2 separate regions of the Mus musculus genome follow, and region 2 is linked to region 1. A link is a contact called in public capture Hi-C data. All regions are on one chromosome and are shown on one strand. The core of a region is the stretch at or near the end of the contact, and the rest is flanking DNA. Distances in the headings are between cores, read along the strand shown.

The links. Capture Hi-C pulls out chosen DNA fragments and counts their contacts.
Region 2: a contact with region 1 is called in a capture Hi-C map of embryonic stem cells, with 2.9 times the contacts expected there. The contact joins two enhancer-like sites.

Annotation. Positions count from the first base shown.
Region 1 is chr11:20,058,592-20,063,139 of GRCm38.p6, forward strand. Actr2 (ARP2 actin-related protein 2) reads right to left here. Exons shown (of 9, transcript NM_146243.2): 9 at 3,713-4,548. Among named protein-coding and RNA genes, the nearest start is that of Gm32080, 21 kb to the left of the region's middle. Within about 2 kb of position 1,335, at least 3 of the 459 cell types and tissues checked have an H3K27ac peak or open chromatin away from gene starts, as enhancers often do. A contact at or near this core is called in embryonic stem cells, where this site is marked.
Region 2 is chr11:20,318,328-20,323,561 of GRCm38.p6, forward strand. Slc1a4 (solute carrier family 1 (glutamate/neutral amino acid transporter), member 4) reads right to left here. Exons shown (of 8, transcript NM_018861.3): 2 at 1,865-1,907; 3 at 333-395. Among named protein-coding and RNA genes, the nearest start is that of Slc1a4, 12 kb to the right of the region's middle. Within about 2 kb of position 2,539, at least 4 of the 459 cell types and tissues checked have an H3K27ac peak or open chromatin away from gene starts, as enhancers often do. A contact at or near this core is called in embryonic stem cells, where this site is marked.

The DNA of each region.
Region 1 (4,548 bases), core at 85-2,584:
TAAATAAAGTAGGTGGGGCTTAAAGAGCATCCTAGTAGGACCTAGGGAGTCAGTACAGCCAAGGGAACATAAACTATGTAGGTCCAGCTCAAGAGGTTTCAGAGGAAAAGAAATATATATATATATATATATATATATAAGGATTTTTTATATATATATTAAATATTAAAATATATATATTAGGTTTTCTGAGACGGGGTCTTTCTGTGTAGCCCGGGCTGTCCTTGAACTCAGAGATCTGCCTGCCTTTGCCTCCTAAGTGCTAGGACTAAAGACATGAGCTACAATCACCTTTAGGAAGCAATATTATTATTAGCAGCTTGGCCACAAACCATCCTTGTGATGTTTGATAAAGAATGAGTCTGTCTGAGGCCCAAGTGACAAGTGTTGGATTACTATCACTGGCGGAGGAACATTTAGGGCAGCCTAGTAACACTCCCTGTGTCCCATGGTTACTAGCGATCACTCCTCTGCTCCTCTGCAGTTCCACGTGGAGTCCGACGAGAAAACAGGAGAACTGGAATACGGATTGAGAGTGGTGACCTCAGGGCAAGACCCCATCCAGCTAGGCTTCCAAACTGTGGGAAGTGAAGCTTACGCAGCAAAGGGAACTACCAACACATCAGAGCTTATGCGAACCCGAGTCTCAGAGGGGGCCATGCTCCACGCATGCAGCAGAACTTGGCAGCTTTGGCCACACTGTTTCTGGATTTAAGAATACAGGAGGAAAGTTGTGGAATCTTACTTTGTGGTTGAAAGACACTGAAGCCAGGCATGTGGCAGGGGAGCTCCTTTATGGAGGGAGGGACTTCACTGCGTGAAGATGTGAAGATGAAGCTATTGTGTTGGATTGTGTTGGAAGCTCAGGATGCTGAGAGATGCCAGAGTTGTGGGATACCTGCAAAGGAGAGCTGCAGACAGGGTGTGGAACCAACCAACCCAAGAGAAGTATGTTATACACCATCAGGAAAGCTGGAAGGGAAAAGCCATCTAATAAGCACCTTAACACCAGATATGGGGTTAATGAATTGGCATTTGCTTGACTGGGCTTTGTTCTTGCTTTGCCCAATTATTTCCTCACTATGTTCCCTTTCCTCCCTCTTGGAATGATAATGTATATTCTGTGTGTATGCTGGAAGTATGTAATCTGCTTTCTGAGTCTGATTTTACAGGGGGTTATAATTAGAAGGAAGATTGCCTTGTTGAGGCTGTGACAGACTATGGGGACTTGAAGTTGGACTGAATGCATTTTGCATTGACACAGCCACAGGCAAGCCTATGGAGGCCAGGGAGTGGAATGTGGTGATCTGAATGAGAATGGGCCCCAGAGACTCATAGAGCTGAAGAAATCACCAATTAGTGGTACTGTTTGGGAAGGATTAGGAAGCATGGCCTTACTGGAGATGGTGTGTTACTTGGGGAGGGCTTTGAGGTTTCAGAAACCCAGACCAGGACGTTTTCCTCCACCTGCCTGTAGCTCAGGATATAAGCTCTCAGCCCCATGCCTGCCTGCTCCAACACTTCCTCCTACCACGATGTTACGGACTAACCTCCTGAAACCAGGCAAACTCCCAATTAAATGCCTTCCTTTGTAAGCATTGCTTTGGTCGTATTGTCTCTGTACAGCAACAGAACCTAAGACCTTGTGTTGCAGGATTTTCCCTGTCCAATTACATTAGTGCAGAGGAGACCTGTGATTGGATAGGGAAAAGGAGGCAGAGCTACGAGTGGAGGACAGAGTGCATCTCGGGGAAGGGGGAAAAGGAAGATGGTGGAAGAATCAGCATGGCTATGACCAGCCACAGGTTGTTATGCTATCATAAAGGTTAGAATATTGGGATAATTTGTCTTGTCTAGGTGGGCAGCTTTTATCATTATCAATTGGGCCTGAGATTATTATATTGGCATCTTGTGTATTGAGAATTTACTGATATATAAATCTGACTGGTTAACTATAAGCATTGAGTCTTGTTTTTACCGGGTTACTGGGTATTGTGTTATCAAACCATGAGAATGGTGGATCTATTTGGTTATTGGCATGTGGGGCAAAACCAGCGGGTTTCCTCCAGGACTTAAGTGTTCACTAGAGTGGGAACATGGCTTGGAGGGGCCGGAGAGTTGGCAGGTTCATCTTTTAATATTTCCCACAACAACCTTGTCTTAAAAATAAATTAAAATTAGCAAGATTTAGTGAACTCAGTTTTACAGCAAAGTTTATGGGTGGAGGAAAAAACAAAAAACAAAAAAACGGAGTAGAGCAACACTACAAACATGCAGGACTGTGCTATCGCCTAGGGACCATACAGACCACCCAGTGTTTTGGCAACAAAGAGACTATGTAGTGCACCAGATGCAACCTTCAGGATGTCCTGAGGGACTCTGCCCATGGAAGGACACTGAAACTTGAGCAAACAATTTATAAAAAGACAAACCCATTCTCTAGCTCTCATTCTCAAGGCCAATGGAAACACAAGAAAAGGCCTCTTAACTAACTTTTTCTCTTGCTTTGATTACTTTGCCAAAAACCAAAAAACAAAACTCATGTACCCACGCAAGAGACAATTTAGTAGCTGAGAGCACTGACTGCTCTTTCCGAGGACCAGGGCTCAATTCCCAGCACCTATGTGTATGTGGTGGCTCACAACTACTTGTAACTCCAGTCTCAAGGAGATCTGTTATCCTCTTCTGGTCTCCGAATGCACTGTACACACATAGTGCACAGACAAACATGCAGCCAAAATTCCCATAGAAAATAAAGAAGGAAAATTAAAAACAAAACAATATGCCTAAGATCTTTGTGCAGACCAGTCCCAATGTCCATAAAGAGTCATGTTACATAGAAGTCTATCTAGAATTGATTTTGTAAAAGTACCTGTAATCTCTTAGGAAATAAACAATCTCTTAGAAGAAAATAAAATTCTAATGTAGCTCTAGTTCACTTTCTTTTCTTTCTCTTTCTTTCTTTCTTTCCTTCCTTCCTTCCTTCCTTCCTTCCTTCCTTTCTTTCTTTCTTTCTTTCTTTCTTTCTTTCTTTCTTTCTTTCTTTCTTTTTCCTAGACAGTGTTTCTCTGTATAGCCCTGGCTGTCCTGGAACTCACTTTGTAGACCAGGCTGACCTCGAACTCAGAAATCCGCCTGCCTCTGCCTCCCATGTGCTGGGATTAAAGGCGTGTGCCACCACGCCCGGCTTCTAGTTCACTTTCTTGTATCTAAAAACTCTACTAGAAGGGATGGGTATGGTGGTGTAAACCTTTAATCCCAGAGTGGCAGAGGCAGAGGGGCAGAGGCAGGTAGATCTCTGTTTGAGGCTAGCCAGGACTAGACAGAGAGAGCCTGTTTCACAAAAATGCCAAAAATAAATGGCTAGGTTATAATAGTAAGTAAACCTCAGTAGAAATAGTTTTGTCACAACAAACACTAAACCAGAGCTCGGCACTGGTGTGCACACCTCACCCCAGCATTTTGGAAGGCAGAGGCAGGAGAATCAGGAGTTCAAGTCCTCCTTGGCTACACAGCTACAGTTCCAGATCAACCTGGCTATGACACCTGTTTCTTCTGTCTACTCCACATAAGATAAACAACAGCAAAAGAACCTTGAATGACCTTGAACTAACTGGGTTCAAAACACATCTTGCAGAGCAAAACTGAAAGTACAAATAAAAATATCAAAATTAAAGAGAAAAACTACTAAAAGAAAAAGACAAAATTCAAATTATGTTGAAAAATCTTATTTATTTTCTTAATTAAAAAGAAGTATATTTGTGTTAAATTTAGAATATTTAGCTTTCCATTGATCTTCCCAATACTTGTCAGATAGATACTAATAGTGCTCAGAACTATGAAAGTTAATATCCAATACCATATTTTCTAAGAAGACCCTCAAGGCATTGGTGATTTTAATTTAAAAATAAAAGAATTTTAATTAGCATTGGAAATCTAAGTGACGATGGGTTTCAAAGAGCTAAAAATCAGATCTTTTAAAAAACAGATTTTTTAAATTTTTTTTATTTTTGAAGGACTCAAACCTGGCACCTCCAATAGAATACAGTATGTCCGAACTCCCAAATTACTAAATTCATTATTTCACCTTAGGATAGGAAACTATAAAATGGAATTTCTAAATTATTACATATATAAATACATCATTTTAACAGTCATGTTTGCTAGCAGAATTATGAAATAAAAACAAATTCTACATTCAAGGTACAAAGAACAATGCTCTTTCACTGTTTTATTCCAGATTCCATCCTATTCTTTCTTGTTTTCACCCCTTTGTTTAAAGCCATGGTCAAAGCCAAGAGTTGATCGTTTGTCTACACTCAATAGTCCTTGGTACCAGTCCTATGCACAGCAGGTAATGGGCCCAGAACTCCCGAGACTGGAGAATTTGACAACATGATTTAGGAACGCTTAGGGATTCCACTGTGACTGAGTCACGCACCCAACACCGAGCAGCTGACACCGCACTGCACCGGCGGGCTGTCGTGTGTACTGAGCATGTCCAGCATGCACACAGACTTCTCCTATTTGTTCAAATTGAGGTAAAAC
Region 2 (5,234 bases), core at 1,289-3,788, 260 kb after region 1:
TTGTCTATTTGCATGGTGACATATGTTTGGGGTTATGTGATTTTTTTTTCTCCCATATATCATGTTAGTTTTTTGAGTTCCGACTGTAGGTTATGCTGAGACACACCTCCGTTGCATTTTAGCTAGAAGGGCTGTTATGGAGATTCCTGGGCTCCTGACTCTGGTGTTCAACTGCGCTGTAAGGAACAAATCTACCCTGGAAGTTTTAAATATTCCATTCAGATCCCCAACTTCCAATCCCAGTAAGTAACAGGCACATGTGCCTGTCTGTCATTAAGGATGCTGGTTTGCTTTCCATACATTTCCAGAAGCCATCTTCTGAAGAGCCTTACCTTCTCTTTGGTCACGTTCCCCGAGCTGGTGTTATGGGTCACCACTGTGTAATCGGTTGCAGACTAATAAAGAGGAGGAAAACCCATCATTAGTGAACAGGCGTAAAGACCCACCAGAGGCACTAAGGGCATGGCAAGGTCCTGGTCTACTGCTGCTACTATTCGTAGTGGGTGTGCTGAGCAAGCTGCACTTGACTGGCCTGATGCTGACCTCTGCATCCTGCATGAGTTACGTTAACACTCAGGCAGCGAGCCCCTGATAAGCTGTCGGGTTATTTAGGGACCGAGGGAATGGAGAATTTTCATGTGTTCCTTGGGCAATAGGGTAAACTTTTTCCTGCTGACAGTTTGATCCTTCAACAGCTCATGTTTCATATTGTTTAAGAAGTTTGGCACAAATTCCAGAAAGACAAAGTTCATCACATTTCTCTTTTTCATTTATCTATTATGTTCCACAGTGTTCCAGAATGACCTAAGTGTGGCTGCTCTTTGGCGTCTGTTTCTAATCAGGCTTGAGCTGCCCACCTCCAGAGAAAGGGGCATGAGGTAAGGCAGTGTCTTTGGCCAAGTTTCCCAGACCTTGGTCCTACTGTGAGTTGGGAAGACACACACCTTTTCATGGTGTGCAATGCATCTCTCTCTCCGCCCCGCTACGGTGGTCTCGTGGCTACAGAACTGCCAGACACCCAGAGAGCTATAGACCTGAGCGCCTGCTTGAGACCATGTTTCAAAAGCTTTGATTTCTCTCTGCTTTATCATAGTTTCAGAGAGGCAGATGTACTCAGCTGCCCCGTGATTGGGGTGGCAGGGAGACCAACCCCACCCATCCCTTCTGTGACAAACACCCAAAGCTCTAAATGGTTTGTTGTTTTTTTTTTTTTAACTTCACATTATATATACAAGTTATCCACCCCCACTTTTAGCAAAATGTACATACTACCTTTATAGTCAGAATAAAAGTATGATTTCTGAAAAATCTATAATGTTTCAAACAGTCTCCAGATAATGGTTTGAAGGCATTTTCTAAGTGATACAAAGGATCTTGGGGCACCCTTTCTACATCCTACAGGGTTTTGTTGTTGTTTCAAATCTCCTTCTACAAAAACTGACCCTAGTGTTACTAAGTTTTGTTTATAACAGGATCCCTCTGGATTGCTCTGGCATATCTAAAAACAAATGCTCCTCTGACCTCCCCCTCCATCTTCCTCATGGAGGTCCCCCTCCCCCCAACTCTCATATTCTCACTGTTAATGAAGCTCCTCTCCAGGTTTCAAAGGGAAGCCTCTCTTTTCCTCCATGACCCCGTCAGTCATTTGACCCAAACATATACCGACCATTTTCTGCTCTCCCTCCGGCTTCGAGGCCTGATGATGATTTCAGGGTCATTTCTCCTAATAAGCCTCATTCGTGAAGGGTTTGGGGAGGGACTACCCTAGGATCCCTCTTTCCTGTACTTTACCAAACTCTGGTGCATTAATTTATACACTTCCTCCACCAAGGTTTCATATAATCGACAAAGTATCAAACCTTACCGTAGTGAATGCGGCAACCACAAGATTGGAAGGGAACAGGTTTCTATGGAAAAAGAAAGCAAGCGTTTTGTCAGGGTCGTGGGTTTTAAGCCCAGCTCACTCTTTAAACATTTAAACAGCCTTGAAACTCACTGTGTAGCAGAGACAATGTTAAACTGTGGATCCTCCTATGCATCACCAGCTGTTTTGCTTGTTTGTTTTAAGATGTACTTTTATTATTTAATTGTGTATGTGTGTGTGCGCACTTACATGTGTACAGACATACCAATGACAGTTGAGTCATCTGATGTGGGTGCTGGGAACTGCGGGATAGTCCTCTGCAAGAGTGGCAAGCACTCCAACTGTTGAGCCATTTCTCCAGCCTCAGCAATTGTTATTTAGTTAATGCTGAAGCAAGTCCCAGCTGACTTTAAACCCTTCATCTTCCTCCCACTGCTCCCGGAGTGCTGGAATTATAGGCGTACATCACCGCACCTGTTTAACCAACAGGCCTGGTTTGTTTTACAATAATTGAGATCCATTTATAGAATTGAGAGATCTTGGAAGGGAGGGTACCAGCGTCCAGAAATTCATCCTGGCAAGTTCAACAAAATCCTATACAACTAACTGTCTCAAAGCCTGTAGAGTCCCCAGTGTTCAGCATGACAATAGCTTCATTTAAACCTGCCTGCCTGAGCCTGGACTAACTCCAACCAAGAGATTTTGTTTTTCCTTTCACACCTTGGACGCACCTTCCAGGAATACAGCTACTATGTAAATTATGGGATAACAGTTTGTTTTGTTTTGAAAGTTTCCAGGAACTACTCATCTTGCTAAGAAATTGAAGCCCTTCCTTTTGCACTGAGCTGGACTCAGTCTGCACTCAGCTGGCTCCTTAGCAGGGGTTTCTCCTTCCCTCCTTGTGCACCACCATTACTAGTCAGCAGCAATTCTAAACCAGAAATAAGGATCCAACCTCTTTTAGAGAATTTACATATTTTTAAAGACTTATTTACTTATTTGTGTGTGTGTGTGTGTACATGGATGCATGTGTTTGTACAAATGGACACTGTGTGGTTATGCACGAAGTCAGACATCCACTACCTTATTTTTGAAAGATTAAGTTTCCCACTGCCTTGGGAGCAAGCCAACCCCAGCAATCCCATCTCTCCTCCTCCTCCTCCTCCTCTTCCTCCTCCTCCTCAGAGCTGGGGTTAGAGGCTTATGTAGGATGCCTGGTTTTCCATGGGTGCTGAGAGCCTCAGGATGTGCAGTCACTTTAACCACTGCCCATGGATAGAGCCCTGCATTTATAGATTAAAGCACATTTTTGGAAGACTGGAGAGGTGGCTTAGCAGTTAGGAGCACTGGCTGCTCTTCCAAAGGACCCACATTTAATTCTCAGCACCTACATGGCAGTTCACAACCTTCTGTAACTCACACATGTGGTGCATAGATACATCAGTACACATATGCAAAGCATTAATACACATAAAATAAACACATCTTATTATAATATTTCCCTTTTTTCCTTTTATATTAATAAAGTCATTGTGATGTCCTGAAATACACGTATAGGAATGGATTTTATGTTTGGATGAAAGCACTTGTTTTGTTTTGTTTAAAGACAATAGGGGTTGGGAAAACTGGCTCAGTTAGTAAAGTGCTTTTGGCTCAAGCATGAGGACCTAAAATAAATTCCATGGAAAGCCAGAAGCAGGAATGTGAGTCTAAAATCCCAGTGCTGGGAATCCCAAGACTGAAGGAGATGGGCGTGTAGTGCTCAGCCCTTCGGAGGCAGAGGCAGGTGGATCTCTGTGAGCTAGAGGCCAGCCCAGTCTACAGATCTAGTTCCAGCACAGCCAGGGATACACAGAGGGACCCTGTCTCAAGACAGACAGACAGACAGACAGACAAGCAAGCAAATGGAACATGATTGTGGAGGAAGATGCCTAGCATTGATCTCTGGGGTTCATGTACTGCACATGCAAGCACCACACACACACACACACACACACACACACACACACACACACACAGAGCGAGAGCGAGTGAGTGAGAGAGAGAGAGACAGAGAGACAGAGACAGAAGAGAGATTAAACAAACAAATAACTAAAAAAAAATGAGTTTTCAGAAAACCAACCAAGTCCAAAACCTATTCTTTTTTTTTTTTTTTTTTTTTTTTTTGAGACAATTTACTATATAAACTAGGCTAACCTTGAAATCACAGAGATCCACCTGCCTCTTTCTCCCAAGTGCTGGGAATATCCTTTTTGGAGCAAGGCTCTGTGTAGAATGCTGGTCTTGACATATAAACTACCATATTCCAGCTATACACTTCCAGCAGGAACAACAAATTGGAAGAATAAAAGACCCTGTGCTGGCGGCCTTCCCACCAATTCCTGCTCCTGTGGGCAAGCTGAGCTGCAGAATTAATTACGAACTGCGAGGGATCTGGGAACACTGGGAGATGAGCCTCTGGCCATTCCTGTCAGGGATTATCTTAATTTGGCTAACTGAGGTGGGAAGACACAGACTAAAAGTTGGTAGAACCATTCCCTGGGCTTGGGTTTCTGGGGTGAGTAGGAAGAGAAAGTGAGTTTCACACATTCCTATGCCACTCTGTCTTCTGATGTGGCTGCCCTGTGACCAGCTGCTTCAAGCTCCTGTCACCTTGTCGGACTATACCTTGTCTGCGACCCAAATAAACCCTTTCTCCCATAAGTTTCTTTTTGTTAGGGTATTTTATCACAGCAACAGGAAAAGAAGGTCAGACAGGCTGTTCAACCAGCAAAGAAACCTACAAACACACATGCACACATGCAGAATATGTGGTGCTGGGGCTCTGAGGTAGGCAGGTGTGATGACCCAGTGGTGGGCAATCTGATAGCCTCCTGGTGTTCATTACTACACAATCCACTTTCCTTGAGGTGATGGAGTCTATGACTTGCTCAAAATCGGTACAACGCACCGAAAGCAATGAATGGGTCATTCCTTCCGAGGTTTGGTCACCTAAAATTGTAGCATTCTGTCTAGTTAGCACACTCTCCTGTCGGTCTTTCTGGGCTTACACACTTGGATAAAGGAAGCAGCTATTCTAGAAAGCTCCACTTGATGAGGAACTGAGGTTGGCCTCCAGTCAACAGCGGAGTAGGAACCATGGCTCCAAGTCAAAACCTCAGCAAGCTACATTCTGCCAATAGCCACATGACCTCCAAAGTCTTCCCTCGATGACCTTTCAGATGAGAGCTAGCGGATGCCTTGACTGCTGTCCTCTAACAGATAGAAGCTGAACGCCAAGAATCCCACCCCCGCAGATCTCTGGGATTATACCTACGTGGGAGTTTAAGCTGCTGTACTGCAGCTATTTGTTACTAGATAGCTAAGACAC